Linked DNA regions of Anas platyrhynchos: region 2 is linked to region 1. Evidence: chromatin contacts called from public Hi-C data. All regions are on one chromosome and are shown on one strand. Each heading gives the region's core, a stretch centred on a gene start, on an enhancer-like site or on the middle of the called end of the contact. The rest is flanking DNA. Distances are from core to core; before and after follow the strand shown.

What was found. A called contact is a pair of places that touch in the nucleus more often than the background predicts.
Region 2: a contact with region 1 is called in a Hi-C map of skeletal muscle, with 4 times the contacts expected there. The contact joins the enhancer-like site here to the promoter of LOC101800907 in region 1. A contact is called at or near these places in 6 of 8 Hi-C or Micro-C datasets (F1 follicle, F5 follicle, liver and 2 more).

What each region holds. Positions count from the first base shown.
Region 1 is chr1:177,078,052-177,085,586 of IASCAAS_PekinDuck_T2T, reverse strand. LOC101800907 reads left to right here and starts at 3,594. Exons shown (of 7, transcript XR_003501308.3): 1 at 3,594-3,992; 2 at 5,141-5,374; 3 at 5,463-5,677; 4 at 7,405-7,535. GTF2F2 (general transcription factor IIF subunit 2) reads right to left here and starts at 711. Exons shown (of 9, transcript XM_027471966.3): 1 at 502-711. The coding sequence starts at 567.
Region 2 is chr1:177,163,457-177,171,050 of IASCAAS_PekinDuck_T2T, reverse strand. GTF2F2 (general transcription factor IIF subunit 2) reads right to left here. Exons shown (of 9, transcript XM_027471966.3): 9 at 3,474-4,347. The coding sequence ends at 4,228. TPT1 (tumor protein, translationally-controlled 1) reads left to right here. Exons shown (of 6, transcript XM_038173357.2): 6 at 496-726. The coding sequence ends at 498. LOC113842476 (small nucleolar RNA SNORA31) reads left to right here and starts at 1,062; the gene lies at 1,062-1,195. It overlaps LOC113842475 (small nucleolar RNA SNORA31), which reads left to right and starts at 301; the gene lies at 301-430. Within about 2 kb of position 6,235, at least 1 of the 8 cell types and tissues checked has an H3K27ac peak or open chromatin away from gene starts, as enhancers often do.

The DNA of each region.
Region 1 (7,535 bases), core at 2,345-4,844:
GCACACAGTGCTGGAGGACAATCCCTTCCCTCACCCAGCTGGCAGTGCTGGGCCTGATGCACCCCAGGGTGCGGTTGGCCCTCCTGGCTGCCAGGGCACGCTGCTGGCTCCTGTTCAGCTTGTGGGACCACAACCCCCAGAGCCCTTTCTGTGGGGCTGCCCTCCAGCCTCTCATCCCCAAGTCTGTACACACAGCCAGGAAATCAATCACCTCCCTAGCACAAAAGGTAACAGCGTATTGGGGAATTCCCTCACAGACACCATTCCTCTGATCACTCCTCATGCTGTCCTCCGAGCTGCTTCTAGGCCAGCTACATCCTTCCCAAGCAGAGCACCAAGTGACACCCCTCAGCACCCAGACCCGGCACCAGGGAAGCCCCTTCCCCTCTCACACCCCCTCAGGAGGACGCCCAGTGCCTGCTGCCTGCCCCCAGGAGGCTGAGGAGCCGCCTCCAGCCCTAAGATGGCACCGAGCGGCTCCCGGGCCCGCGCCCCGCTCACCTTGACGAGCCACATGCCGGTGTTGTGCTTGGCCCCGCTCAGGTCCAGCTCGCCCTTCTCGCTCATGGCTCGGCCGCCACCGGCCCCCACCGGCCCCGCTCCTGCCCCGGCTCCTCCCGCTGCCCTCCCCCGGCCCCCGAGCACCGACGGCGGCCCAAGGCGGACAAACGGCCCCGGCCGCCAGCGGAGGGGACGGGGGTGGAGGCTGCGGGAGCCCGCCCCGGGGACGCCCAAAATGGCGGCCGGGGGGGAGGGGTTAGGGGAAACACCACAGAGAGAATTCACGTCCCCGAGAGTGCTGATTAAATACAAAATAGCATCGTACTCGCATCATTTCAGGACGTGGGAGGGTGGTTGGCCCCATGGGTATTGCAGAAACACAGAATGGTTGGGGTTGGAAGGGACCTCAAAGCCCACCAGTTCCACCCCCCTGCCATGGGCAGGGACACCTCCTACCAGGCCAGGTTGCCCAAAGCCCCATCCAGCCTGGCCTTGAGCACCTCCAGGGATGGGGCAGCCACAGCTTCTCTGGGCAGCCTGTGCCAGGGCCTCACCATCCGCACAGTTAAGAATCTCCTCCTAACATCTAATCCAAATCTCCCCTCCTTTAGTTTTAATCCATTCCCCCTTGTCCTACCCCTCCACTCCCTGACAGATTCCTTCCCCAGCTTTCCTGCAGGCCCCCTTCAGGCAATATAAGGCCACTATGAAGTTTCCCCAGAGCCTTCTCCACACTGAACAACCCCAATTCTCTCATCTTGTCTTCATAGGAGAGGTGTTCTATCCCCTTGATCATCTTCATGGCCCTCCTCTGGACTTGTTCTAGTAGGTCCTTGTCCTTCTTATAATGGAGGCCCCAGAGCTGAAGGCAGCACTCCAGGGGGGGTCTCAACAAGAGCAGAGCAGAGGGGGACAATCACACCCTCCCCCTGCTGGCCACACCATTTTTGGTGCAGGCCAGGATATAGTTGGCTTTCTGGGCTGCAAGCACACACTGCTGGCTCGTGTCAAGCTTCTCAACAACCAACACCTCCTGGTCCTTCTCCTCCAAGCTGCTCTCAATCCATTCAGAGTTTCCAGGAGGATCTGTCTTGTTTCCACCCTCTGTAAGCTTCCATTTTCTACTTGTGTTTGGCCAGGAGCTCCTTGTCCATCCATGCAGGCCTCCATGCAGGCCATGTGGCATTCTTCCCCAGCTTCCTCTTTGTTGGGATGCATTGTTCCTGAGCTTGGAGGAGGTGTTCCTTGAATATTAACCAGCTTTCTTGGGTCCTTCTTCCCTCCAGGGCTTTGTCCCCATAGTGCTCTACCAAGCAGATCTCTAACTCCTCTTGGTTATTCCCCATGCTACGTGCATTACCATAGAGACATTTAAGTTGGGTCGCTGATGAAACTCAGGGATACTCCTCAGACCGCTCCTGGCAGTATCACTGGTGCCACATGGAACAATAGCAGTGGATAACAACAACCTCAAAAAACAACCAGACAGGGAATGGAAATGCTGTGCATGTTCCCTTCCATGACTTCCAGTTCCTCTGTCCAGGAGGCAGAGGGACACCAGGAGCTCTAGCCAGCAGTGAAACCAAATTCTTCCTCATAGGACTCCCCAGCATAAGGGCAGTGGGGAAGAGGGGATCAGGAATATGCTTATAGCTTTCACATGTGTATGTGTGCAGGGGAAAAGGGAAGAGGGAAATGGGTTCTCCAGGTTCCCCTTGGAAAGAAAGTGGAGAATTCAGCTTGGCTTGCAGAAAAGGGCGCTTACTCCTATTAAGGACGTGAAGCACTGGATCTGGCTGCTCCAGGGGGGACACAGTCTCAGGCACTGAACGTTTCTGGCTTTTGTGCGGCTGGTTCTGCTCTGAGAAGGGCTGCTGCACTCAGATCCCCTCTGTACAGCCCTTTGGGCCCTACTGTATGACTTGTTCGCAAGCACTGGGAGCTTTTCTCCATGTCTAGACTAAGCTTCCCCTGTTGCACTTGGAGCTCATTATTTCTTTGCTGTTCACTGTGGACGTGGAAAGCATTTGATTACCTTCAGCTCTGCAGTTTCACTTTATCCCTTTACTGAGACAGATCCCTTTGCTTTGTCGCCAGTGTACTCAGCCACCTCAGGTCATCCAATTTGGTCTCTCAGCTCCCGTTTACTAGACCTCTGGTCACGCCTATTGCTCTCTGAATTCTCTGCCGTGTGGGTTCACGTCTTCCTTGAAGTGTGGTGCACAACAGCGAAGGCCATATTCCCTCTGAGACTACACTAGCACCAAGCAAAGCATAACCCTGGCTCGTTATGCAAGGCATTGCTCACATGGCTTGAAAGCAGGCTCAGTAGGACATCTCAGGTAGGGCAGTCTGTCTTTTGAATTGCAGGCAAGCACCTAGCTAACCAAGAAGGGCAATGCTTTTTGTATGCCTGAAGGGACAGCAGCTAACATGGAAATACTCTGATAAGGATTAATTATGTTTCATATATTTGGGGTTGGTTTAGTTTTATGTTAGAACTATACGTGTCTGTAGAATTCATCTGGGAGGGTGGCTTAATCTATACAGTTAGTCAGCTGCCACTAAAAACAGATTTCATTAAGATTTCATTAACAGATTTCATTAAGACAACAGTCACTCCAGAGTGTCTCCTGCAATACAAAGATGTAATTTCTGGATGCAGCATGCCCCGCTGATGCTCTGTGCTGGTGATAGTGCAGTTTTTTTCCTGGGGGCTCTAAGGATGGCCTGGGGGCACTCCCTCTAAGGGAGGCCCAGAGGCATGGCCGGATAGCCAAGGCAATATGGGGGCAGCCGTGACCTCACTCTCTCCTCCAGTGTAACTCCACAAAACTCTGCACCCAAATCCTCTCTGGGCACTTCCCAGCTGACATATTGCTCCCTGCCCTGCTGTAAGGCAGCTTGGGGATGGGTCTGGCACAAATGAGGAGCTCAGCAATATCATTTTCCTCTAGAACAGGCAGCAAGTTAGCGACAAAGTTGTCTCCCTGCCTCCTGTTTCAGTTCTGTTGGTATGCTCAGGTCACACCCACCACCACTTAAAAACCAGATAGAGGAGGGAAGGAATTTTTCTGGCCCATGTAAGATGGCCAGCAGTGTGTTGTTATGGCTGGGTTGCTCTTGTCAATGCCACATCCCTTCCCTAGGGCTGGTAATTGCAGGTGAAAAGTGGCATGCAAAAGCAAAGGCAGCATGAGGAGCTGGCTTGTGACTTGTTGGAGAAGGCTCTGTTCAGGGGTGCCCAGCGCCAGGCCAGGGGCAGTGGGCACCAAGGGGCAGGCAGGAGGCTCCCTCAGAGCACCAGGCAATCTCCCAGACCCTATTCTCTCTTTCCCCTCCCCCGGCCGCCATTTTGGGCGTCCCCGGGGCGGGAGCTCGGAGCCTCCAGCCCCGTGTCCGCCATCGGCCGGGGCCGTGCCATGGGGCGAGAGGGGCGAGAGCTGGACCTGAGCGGGGCCAGGCACAGCACCGGTGTGTGGCTCGGCAAGGTGAGCGCTTTATTTGACAGCGGGGGGGTTGTAACAGCAGCCAGGGGTTTCCTATAAGCTCGGGGTTTTGCGTGCTGAGCCGCCTTTTCTTTCCGGGACAGCTCCTTTCCCAGCCGGCAGGGAAGTTACAGGCACCAGGCTGTGCCTTGTTATGTGCGGGCATCCTTTTTCTTAGCTCTGTGTGCCGTTCTTGTAGAAAAGCTGTTGTTCCGTGTTACCTTTTCCAGACCTGACAAAGCAAGCATTCCCAATTTAAGAGCAGCTTGAGTGGCAATTTGTGGCTTTTCAAAAGTATTTGAATCGTTCCAGTGTAAAATATAAACATAGATGAACAGATTTCCTTCCCCTTTAGAAGGGATGTTGTTGTTTATCGATGTTATGCAGAAGTCCAGTACTTGTAAATTTTCGAGAAGTATTTATGCATGAAGGTGAAGAGTAAAGGTGATCTTAAAATGTGTATGTGAGCCATCAGGAGGATGCCGCAACACCCATCTTCTTGCTTGCCTCAGTAAGGACTTGGTGCCCAACACCATGAAAGCGTCCTTTGCATCTGTGAAATCCCAGGTGTATTAAAGGAGAGCTTAATTCATGGTAAGCTAGAGCTTTTCTTGAACCCCCCCTCTTGGTTTGGGGGGTTCACCGCTGCCCTTGCCATGGCCTGAGCTCATGTTCGTGCTTGTGGCTGGATTTTGATTTCCCCCTCTCAGGTCCTGGTCATAACATTGCTACAGCGGGGCTGCACTGGTCAGGTTGTCCTTCAACTCAGAGGCCATAATGAGAGTAATTCAGTTCACATCACGTTACGTTTGATTGCCCAAAAGCTCAGAGAGTGGAGATCATCCTAAGTCCAGCCTCTGCCTGATGTATTGTGAGGATTCTGTCACCTGGATATTTCGGCAGGTGATAATTGTTTGGGTTTTCATAAGCTTTGAGGAATATGATGGCAGATTATTAAAGAGCTCTTTCCAGTACAGCAGGCACAGTTTGTAGTCTGTTTTGAGCTGTGCTCACCATTGGAAATAAATTCTCACCTTTGTGTGTTCCTGGAGGTAGCTTAATTATCACACTACTTGCTGAGTTGCTGTCCAAAAGTGAATCGGTGACGTTAAAAGGCATCACAAAACCTTTCTTCTCTTCCCTCCTCCAAGGGAAAGCAAACTGAAGTTGACAGCAGTTTGCTGATGCTGTGCCTTAAAGGGCAGTGAGAGACCAGAAGGAGCAAATTTGGCCTTGGTGTTGGAGAAAGAGCAGCGTGCGTTTGGCCTCAGCTTCCTAAAGCAGGGCCCCTGGTACCATTCTGAGGGATCTGTATCACCTGCAGAGGGCTGGCAGATGGCAAGTGGCACCTCAGAGAAACCCACAACCTTCTTGAGCAGCACCTCGTAAGCAAGCTTTTGACAATTAATTTATATTTGAACTGCTATTCTGTTTATTTCTAAGATACTGAAAATGTTTGGGTTTAACCCCCAGACACTACAGGACATACGAGGAAGGAATGGGACAAGGGCTGCTCTGAAAGTTCAATTTTGATTTGTATCTGTGATGTGTGTCATTCACCAGCCTCCTACAGTGAGAGTTGTCATAATCTATCATGAAGAATGATTGTCTGACACTTCTAAGATACACATCATCTTGTATCTCCAAATAACGATTAAGCAATTTATCATCATGACAGATCTCTTGAGGTAGGGATGTCAAAACTGGTCTGCTCCTGTATTTTACAAACAACAGAAAAGCCTTTTTTTCCCTGAACAGATCAAGTATCAGCTTTGCTGCAGACAACTTAGTTTATGATACTGTTGTTTCCTCTTCTTGATAATGTATTATTTTATTTTTCTAACCTTTGACTATGATGATTAATTTTGTATTTTGTTTTAATCTTATTTCACTATTTTGTATTTCAGTACACCTTTAGAGACAGCATATTCCCTGCTGACTCTTGACTTCGTATTGATTTCCCCTTCAAACATGGGGCTGTATTTTTTAATGTTTAATTGCATCTCATTTGCAGCAGGTGATAATGGAGTGAATTGAACTTGAGACTAACAAGAAGGGAAATGAGACATGGTTCCTCAATTAAAACCCAGCATGGAGTGTCTTTCATCCTTAACTACTTTACAACACAATTTATTATGAAAGCTTTATATCTCTGTAGTTTTCCGTTTGTTTGTATACAGAGAGGGAACTGTTTTATTAGCTTGGCTTTTCAAGGTAGTTATTCCCCTTCTCCACCAGCTCCTTCTTTAGAAAATAGAGGAAATGCAGGGTCCACAGTCTCTAAAAGTGCTATTGCAGTGGTAGTTAGCTAGGGAAAATTTGGCTTTGTAAATCCTTTGGAGAAAGCTTACAGGAGAAATCGGTGTTAGCTACTCGCCTTGGTCGTGTTCATAAATGCCTGGTTATTTCTTCCATCCTCGGCCTTTCAGAACCTTTTGGTGCAGCTGGTCATAAAGGCATTTGAATTTTTTAATGCCTCTTCTTGCACCTTGGGGTCCATACGTGGCTGTGTCTCTTGCTACCTGCAGGCTTGCCTTCTCTGCTCTTTTCACAGCTGCTGACTGCTGCAGGCAGATGGAGCTGACTGGCTTGGCTAGCTCGGAGCAGTGTCATCACAGCACAGCAGGGTAGCAAAAGGTGCCCACAGGAGTGATTTCACACCTGCTATCCTCTGACTTCCTTAGCTCAAAGCCCTCAACAGCAGTGAGGTGCTGTCCGTGAGCAGCCATAAGCATTAAGCTTGAACTAAAACTTCTTTGCTGCCACCTCGTGTTCCCAAGTAAAGCTCTGTGCATCCAGAGCGTCCAGCCTTGTTAGCATCCTGCTCCTGTTGCTCTATCACCCACCCTCAGGCTGCATCATTTCACTTTTGTAGATGTCAGCTCCTTAGCTTTGCTTCCAAGGCACTGCAGCATCGCCCCTTTCTGCCTTTTGTCTGGTTCTGCCTCTCCCCAGATCTGTGCTGCTTTCAGCTCACAGGCACCCATGAGCTTTTTGTATAACCCCTGGCATCCCCAGAGATTCTTCACATCCAGTCCTGTTCAAAGTCAGCTCTTTCAGCAGCCCTCCAAATAATGTCACTGTTCACAAAGCAATGTCAACAGCGATTTAAGAAGCAAATGACAACAGCAAGCGATTAGACTGTAATTAGACTCTAGATGCCACTCTAATTCTTAATCTTCCTAGCAGCACTTCCTAGAGTATCCGTATCCAAGTGCTAGACCAGGTCTGACATGGAACTGAAATCTGGGTTTGTGTTATCTGACAGGCAGGGGCGTTAGGCTGATCTGCTCCTCTAGACAAAATCATTCTAATCCTGTGAGGTTGTACTGGGTCTGGCTGGAATGTTAACTTTCCACAGAAGCTATACTGTTTCTTCAGATTCTTAACAGTGTGACTGTTTTATTTTTGAAAGGTAACAAGTGGCAGTGAGGAAGAAGACAACATTATAGGCCCAAAGCCTGCCAAAGGACCAGTGGAGTCTGATGTGACTAAAGAATTTGAACACAGAGCTCAGAGAATGAAGGAAAAACTTACTTCAGCAGA
Region 2 (7,594 bases), core at 4,986-7,485, 83 kb before region 1:
GGTAACACCTGGCTGAGTGTGTTACCTTACTCTGTGCTCAGGCAGCGACTCTGCTCTGCTCTCTCTTTAATTCTGGGTTTGAATGTGAAAGTGAAACAGTGTTTAGATCCCAGTGCTTGTATGTTTTGGCTTATTCTGGGAGTGCTCCTGTAAGAGACAGTTTAGAGCCTGTCCTAAACAAGTATTAACTTGAGAGGAAATCCCAAACTCGGTGTGTGAAGCAGACAGGCTGGGAGTGAGCATTGGGTCCGGCCTGGCCAGCAGCTGGTGGCAGCTGCTCCCCGGGGTGACAGAAACGCTCAGCATCCTCTGATAGACCACGAGCGATTTTCCTGTGGCTCTCTGGTTTGCACTGAGATGCGAAAAGAATTTCCTTGTGCTTTCTGCCTGCCTGGCCGTGGCAGCTCAGATTGAATTGGGGAACACAGGAATAAGCTGCAGGAACTCACTGTGCCGGTCGTGACCTTGAGCTAACGCTCGCTGCTCTCGTTGCAGTAACGGATCAAACAGTTTGGCTTCGGATCACCCGTCTTCATAGCTGGCTGCTGTTTCTTCTTCATCAGCACAACACCAGGAATCGGCGATGTCTAACAACTGGACTGATGTCATCTTGAGCTTTATTCACTTAATTTTTGACCCTGATTTGGAGTGGAGGCATTGTTTTAAAAAAGAAAAAACAAAACATCTGTCATGTAGGTTGTCTAAAATAAAACTCATTTAAACCCATCGTGACGCGGACCTTCATCTTTTGCGCTTGCGCAGAGACTTCCACCTCTGGGAGAGACACCAGAATTAATTGGAATATTAAAAAGAGGATGGAATATGTGCTGCTCGAGTAAGTGCTGGCTGAGCTGCTCTGTCAGGTGAGGATGTTTGGGTCCATCCTCAGTCAGTGTGACTGCGGGATTAAGGTAGGAGGGAGCAGGAGCCCAACACCAGCACTGAGCGGTGGCGCTGGCTCCTCTCGGGCAACCAGGAGCGCGCTGAGCAGACCTCATTTGGGTGCGGGGCAGGGTTTGGGATCAACCCAGGTGCTCACAGCTCGCTGTTCTTGCCCGGAAATGCATCCTTTGACAGACCTGGAGCAAAAACCCGTTGCTTCTCGGGTTCTTGTGGAGATGCGACAGCAACCGGCTCCTTGCGCTTTCCACCTGCCCGCCCCGTGGCAGTCCGGATTGAAGAAGGGAGCACAAAGGCCCCGAGGCAGCCTCGAGCTGCAGTGCCAGCAGGAGTTTGGGGACAGAAAGGGCCTGTATGGGGTGGGCACGGCCTCGCAGATAGCCTGAGTGCAGGCAGAGGGAGGTTCGTGCAGCGGTCAGATAAGGAGCGGGCTGGGAGGAGCAAGATAGGGGCTGGAGGTGGGAGCAGAGCGCCCTAAGGGGCTCTCTGAGGGGTGCCCATCTGAAACACGCCCGGCTGCAGTTGTAGGAACTCCTTTTACATCCCAAGCCCCTGCCCAGGAAGGTCTGGGGGCAGCTGTTGCTCTGGCTGCGGTGCGAGTGTGGGGTAACCCGAGCAGCCGGGATTAACGCTCCCCTGCCCTCAGCCAAGGGGAGTTATGCTCAAAATGTGGGATAAAAATAAAAATCAGTGAGGCGGTCCTTGCTCTACCAACAAAGGACTTTGTTTACCAGGTGAGGAAAAAGGAAAGATCACACCAGTGAAAAAAGGAGTTCCTTAAAGGCTGGGGGAGTGAGCACTTGCTTGGTTAATTACCAATTAAGGTGGTGTGGAAGTGCTGTGACTGGGAACTGGGCAGGGGCAGGGCAAGGCCAGGGTTTGCGACGAGTCCCCATTCACAACAAACAACCCTGATAGTGAAAGACCGAGCTGAAGGACAGCCCGGCAGCAGCTGCGGCTTGTTTTCCTGTTTTAAACACGCACTTATCAGCCTGGTATCCTGCATTCCTCAGGAAAGCATTTCTGCAGCTGCAGGGCTCTGCCATGGGAAGAGTCCAAACCCCCGGAGCGGGTGAAGAGGCTCCAGGAGCGATCTTTGCCCTGGCAGCTCAGGTTTCAGCCCCACACGCCTTCACCAGCCTGGAGCCAGCTGACAGGTTATAAAAAGAAAAAAAAAAAAGCCAGCAGCCTCCCTCCCTCCTTCATCATTTCCTACTTCTGTGCTTGACCACGTGGCGTGTCACGGCTGGCAGAAGAAAATCCTGTGCTGGGTGTGCCTGAGGCTCTCCTTGGCTTTTCCCTTCCCTGCCTGTTCCTCCTCTTCACAGCTGCACCTCCCCACCTGGGTTTTGATAGCTCGCATCCCAAATCCACTTTTTGGGTCATTTTTTCCGTTTTTAATGCATCTCTCCAGCCTGCGTGCAGCGATGCGCTTGGGAAAAGCCTCCCTCACACCACCTTGGCTCTGTGTGGCTGCTGACTGCCTGGGGTGGGTGAGATACCTCCCGTTGACCTCTCCACCTCTGTACCCTTGCTTTTTTTTTTTTTTTTTTTTCAGTTGTCACATTCAGAAACCTCCTGGAAATTTGCTCCTGGGGGTTCACCGCCGCCTGCCTGCGCCCTGGGGGTGGCTCCGTGGTCCCCTCCCCCCCTGGCTGGCATGGTGCAGACCCAGCAGGTTTGGGCTCATTCTCACCTGCTGGCTCCAAACCAGGTTGCCCCAAACTCTAAATATTAGCATAAATAGATATAAATAGATATAAATATCCCTGCAGGGGACTGGAGGAGGCCCGGGGAGCACACGCCATACCGTGACCGCCGGCTTCCTGGGCTCCTTTTCACAGCTTTCAAATATCTTCCGCCGCAGCCGGCGGGCTGGGGCCTCCTGCTCGTGGCACTGGCAGGATCTGCAGGATCACTCCGGGTCTGTTGGACACGCTCAGCTGTTCCTAAAGCCTGGACAGAAGGCTGGGCGCCAGCAGGAAGCATCAGCAGGCAGGGACTGAGACGAACAGCTCTGAAAAACATGATCTGAGTGAAACCACAACGTGTGACGCGCACAGAGAGCAGGGCACTTGTTTTACAAAGCTCCTAGGGCACTGGACCCCCCTCCCAAGCTTTTATTCCTCCCAAGTGCAGTAGTGGTGTGTTGGCTTTTCCAATAGCCCAATTATTTTATTACCATGTGCAGAAATGATGCACATGTCTGAAGGACCGGAGGGAAGTGACAGCCACGCTACAAAACCTCACCTGTTTCATTTACAGGCACACCAATGAGGTGTTTTCTGTTCCGTTTTTCTTTGCTCTGTTTTCTAACACACGAGCTTTGAGATCACAACCCAGCAGTCCTTTGCCACCTCCCTCCCTGCTCCACCCCTACAGGATGCTGAATGCACAATTCATTTTTTTGCAAGTGCAATGTGCACTTCAGAAATGGGGGACTGGGGATGTGGATACCTTAAGAAATCTTCCCCAAAAAACACAGAAACCCTGTGACAAAGCCACCGCTAAATACGTTTGATTTGAAATTCATACCTAAATATCAAAATCTCAGTCAATAAGGCAGATCAGTGCTGGGTACAAATTAAAATAATGCTTTTATTGGTGTGCTGAAGCATGAAACATAGATAAAATAATATTAATAATTAAAAAAAAAAAAGATAGATCTGTTCCTTGATGTAGTTAGTAGACAGACATTGCCTTTTTTTTTCCCCAGTAGCCACCCAGAAGGGATTGTCTTCTTTCCCCCACAAACCGCCTTTCCTTATTTTTTTTTATTTATTTATTTGTTCCCACGAAGCCTGAGGCCTGTGCTGAGCACCACGGCTGGGCTGTTTCTCCCAAAAAGAGCACAGCCAAACGTTACACAAAGCACTGAGCATCTCTGCAGCCTTGCAGCTAAAGCCCCGGCGGATCCCAGCAGAAGCAAAGAGCAGGAACTCGGCTCTACAGGAAGGCAACAAACACAGAGTTACAGCTTCCTCCAGGACACGTTTTCCTCCTGAGTTATTGAGGCTTAGAAAAAGCACGAAGCTATCCAGAAAAAGCAAGATCTGAACTCACCAGATTTCTAATAAAGATAAATCTAATACAAGTTTATTCTATAAATATTTTTTTTTGTCCAAAGACAAACATTTATAGAAACTTACAAGAAATATTCCTCTGAAAAACAAACGAGGCTACGGAAAATTACAAAGGATTGGTTGTTTGGATTTTAATTTAGCCTTGCACAGTTGGGCTGTGCTCAGTTCTGTCTGGAAACCCACAGCAGCTCCCTCGGTGCGGTCACTCTCCTCTGTAGTCCTCTTCTGCTTCGTAGGGGTTTTGTTAATCGCTCTTGTCTTCCACTTGGTAATGTCTGTATTCCGGCTTCAGCTCCCACGTGTTTTTGTGGGTCCCCTTCACGTTGTAGATGCCTATTTCTCGGAGGATTTCTTTCAAGTATATCTGAAAGGAAACAAAACCCAAGTTATGAACAAGCTATAAAGGCACGCTTACTTCGTTAGCACGACCAATTAGGAAATAACCCGACAGACAGCAAAACCACCTTTCTTTACATGGTTGAGCAGCACTGCTTTGATGAGGACCCCACTGAAATTAAAGGAGGCTGTAGCGAGGTGGGGGTTGGCCTGTTTTCCCACGTGCCTGGTGACAGGACGAGGGGGAATGGGCTAAAGTTGTGCCAGAGGAGTTTTAGGTTGGATATTTGGAAGAACTTCTTTACCGAAAGGGTTGTTAGGCACTGGAACAGGCTGCCCAGGGAGGTGGTGGAGTCACCATCCCTGGAGGTCTTTAAAAGACGTTTAGATGTAGAGCTTAGGGATATGGTTTAGTGGGGACTGTTAGTGTTAGGTCAGAGGTTGGACTCGATGATCTTGGGGGTCTCTTCCAACCTTGGTGATTCTGTGACTGTGAAATGAACACCACCGGATATTTCAAGACATTTCAAGATGCCACCCAACCAGGTGCTCAAAGATCTCACCCAGGCTCCCGTCTCCCACAGAGGGCAGGGAGAATCCTGCTGGGATTTCACAAGCCCAGCTAAGAGCTCTTGGCTTTTCGGTAGAGGAATCAGCTCGCTTGCACTGGGATTTTCGGTATCTCAAAACCCTGTCTTCTTCTGATCCCACCCAAGCCCCAAGCTGTTGGGTTTTGTACTGCTTTGCAAAGCTTGAGGCGTTTTACTGCTGCCTTGTTTTTAGAGGAGGGTTGAGTAGGTGCCAGAGCATTTCCTAATACACTCAAATATTAAGACTAGGAAGGGAAATTCAAACATTAAGGGAAATTAGGGGGAAAAAAAAAAAAAAGCAGAGGTCTGATAACCAGTAGTATGAACTTTGACACCAGACAGCTCCCAGCTCCTTGTATTAAACACCAGCAATTTGCTGCAGTTTTTTTCAAGAGCCATTTGCCTGCTTGTTTGTTTAAATATTAATCAGCGCTGACTTGGGCTGATCGCCATGGCAACCGCAGGCCACGGTTTAAGCATCTCCACGTTGAATTCATAATTGCTTTCGTCTGAACAATTTAATCCTCCGCGAGTGCTTACACTGAGCAGGAGTTACGGGCACCCTTCTGCTTTCTGTGGCTGCACCTACTCCGAGCTGTAACACGGTAAAGCTTTGCTGATGACCCCAAAAAAGAATCGCCCGGGCTCTTCTTTACACTCTGCTTGTGCTTTGCCAAATGGAAAAACTGGGAAATGAGTAAAAATACGCTTTAAAAATCAAAGTGGCTTTTAGAGAAGGGGATTGTTACTCTCACTTGTGTTACATATGAAAATTTAGGAAGCCCAAACCATCCTGATCCCACACTAACAATGATGTTTAGATGCACGTAGCAAAATGATCCTTAAAAACGTGTCCCAGAGCATCGAGGGCTATCCAAATGAGACCACTTTGTCCAGCAGGATGATATATACACCTGATGGGATGCACTTCTCATTTCTTAGGGTATTTCTTCAACCAAGGTGGCCACAAATGGAGACGAGGGTGTTCACTGCCGGGATGATTTCAGTCTTTGAGCGTGCAAAGCCCAGCAGGTGGCAGCAGGAGATCGATTTCTCCCTGCACACCTTTCCAAGCGCAACCTGATGTAGAGCACTGTCATTATTTGGCAGCCAGGTCACTCAAACAGATGTGCTCACTACAGCAGCAAGGAGGGTGCTGTTGCCCAGAGTGTTTTTTAAGAGGTGATGAGAGCAGGTGAAGACGCTGTTGATGTCGGGGATGTGTAGCTGTGTTTGCTTGCATCTCCCCGGCTTTGTTTGCCATCCCCGTGTGTGCGTGTGAGCTAGCTGTTGGTGCCACCACCAGATACTTCAGGAGATGGCAGAGTGTGGGAGGGAGAAAGGCACTCGGATTCAAGGTTAAGCTCCACTCCTCACCATGCAGACGGCTTCGTGAGAGTGAAAAATGAATAAAAATGCACTTAGGCAGGTGAAGTAGAGCAAAATGCAGTTACTGTGCTGAGAGAGCTGATCTGCAGCTGGGAGCCAAGGCTCCAGGTGGGATGGGAGGAGCACGAGGGATAATCCTGCTCTTCTTCACCTATCTGGAGAGCAAGCAGCGTGCCCAGAGGACACGATGGTTCCTCCCGTGGGATCCCTTCTTCCCCAGGCACCAGGGCCCACCTGCATCTTCAGGCAGGCTCAGCCTGATGCTACAGCATCACGAGAAGCCTCTCACCTCCACATTCCTCCGCAGTGCCAAAAACCACACGTTAGAACCTGGTGAGCACTGATCAGGGACCTGTAACTGCTTCTCACAGAAAGTTTCTATGTATTTGTATACACGTAATCATAATACATAAATTAATCTGTGGGTAATCTGTTTGTATGGTTAAGGCAGCCTCTGCTCTGTTACACATCCTCTATTTTACATAAAAAATGAAATGCTGTTGTAGAATTATGAGATAAAAGCATTTTTGAAAGAGGCATTAACTTCCAAGCTCTGAAAACCCTCCTGAAACTTTCGGCAAAAGAAAACCCCAAACAGACTGAGCATAACCAATACTTAAAGCTGAAAGGTAAGAAAAAACTGCAACCAGTATACGGTATTTTGAAAAAATACAGTTCCTATTAGACCACTGGCTCCGTTTCTTATAAATATTTGATTGCTGACATAAAAAGCAGGTTTTGTTCTCAGCCATTACGCCCAAATCTGGAATTACCGCAACGTTTCCAGGGAGCGCTCTGTATTTTCATCTGGGTAGATGACAACAGATTTGCCCACTAATGCAAATTGTTACTTTTCATTAAAAAGAGAAACAAACAAAGCCGGGCTTCCCTAACGTAACAGCAGTTTGCATTCAGGAACAGCTCGCTTTGGGAGATCATAGTCTCAAAATAAAGATGGCAGCAACTTCCCATGCAACATGGAATATATTCTGTAGCAGGGATTCCACTTGCTGTTTGCACTTACCGTTGGGTACGAAAAATACCCTTATTTATTTGTTATTTCCCTAAAAAAGACTTCGATTCCCTCGGAGAAGAGTATTTTTAATACTATTAACCAGCAATGTAGGCACCTAGGACTTCATTTTAACCAGAGCTGCCGAGACAGCAGCAGCAACGTTTTTTTCTCACTTCTGAAAATAACCTCAACGTTTAGAAACCAGAGGAGAAATTACAGAAAATCTGAGATGCTCTGACAGAAAATAAAGCAGCGAACACCCAGTGGAGATTAATTAACAG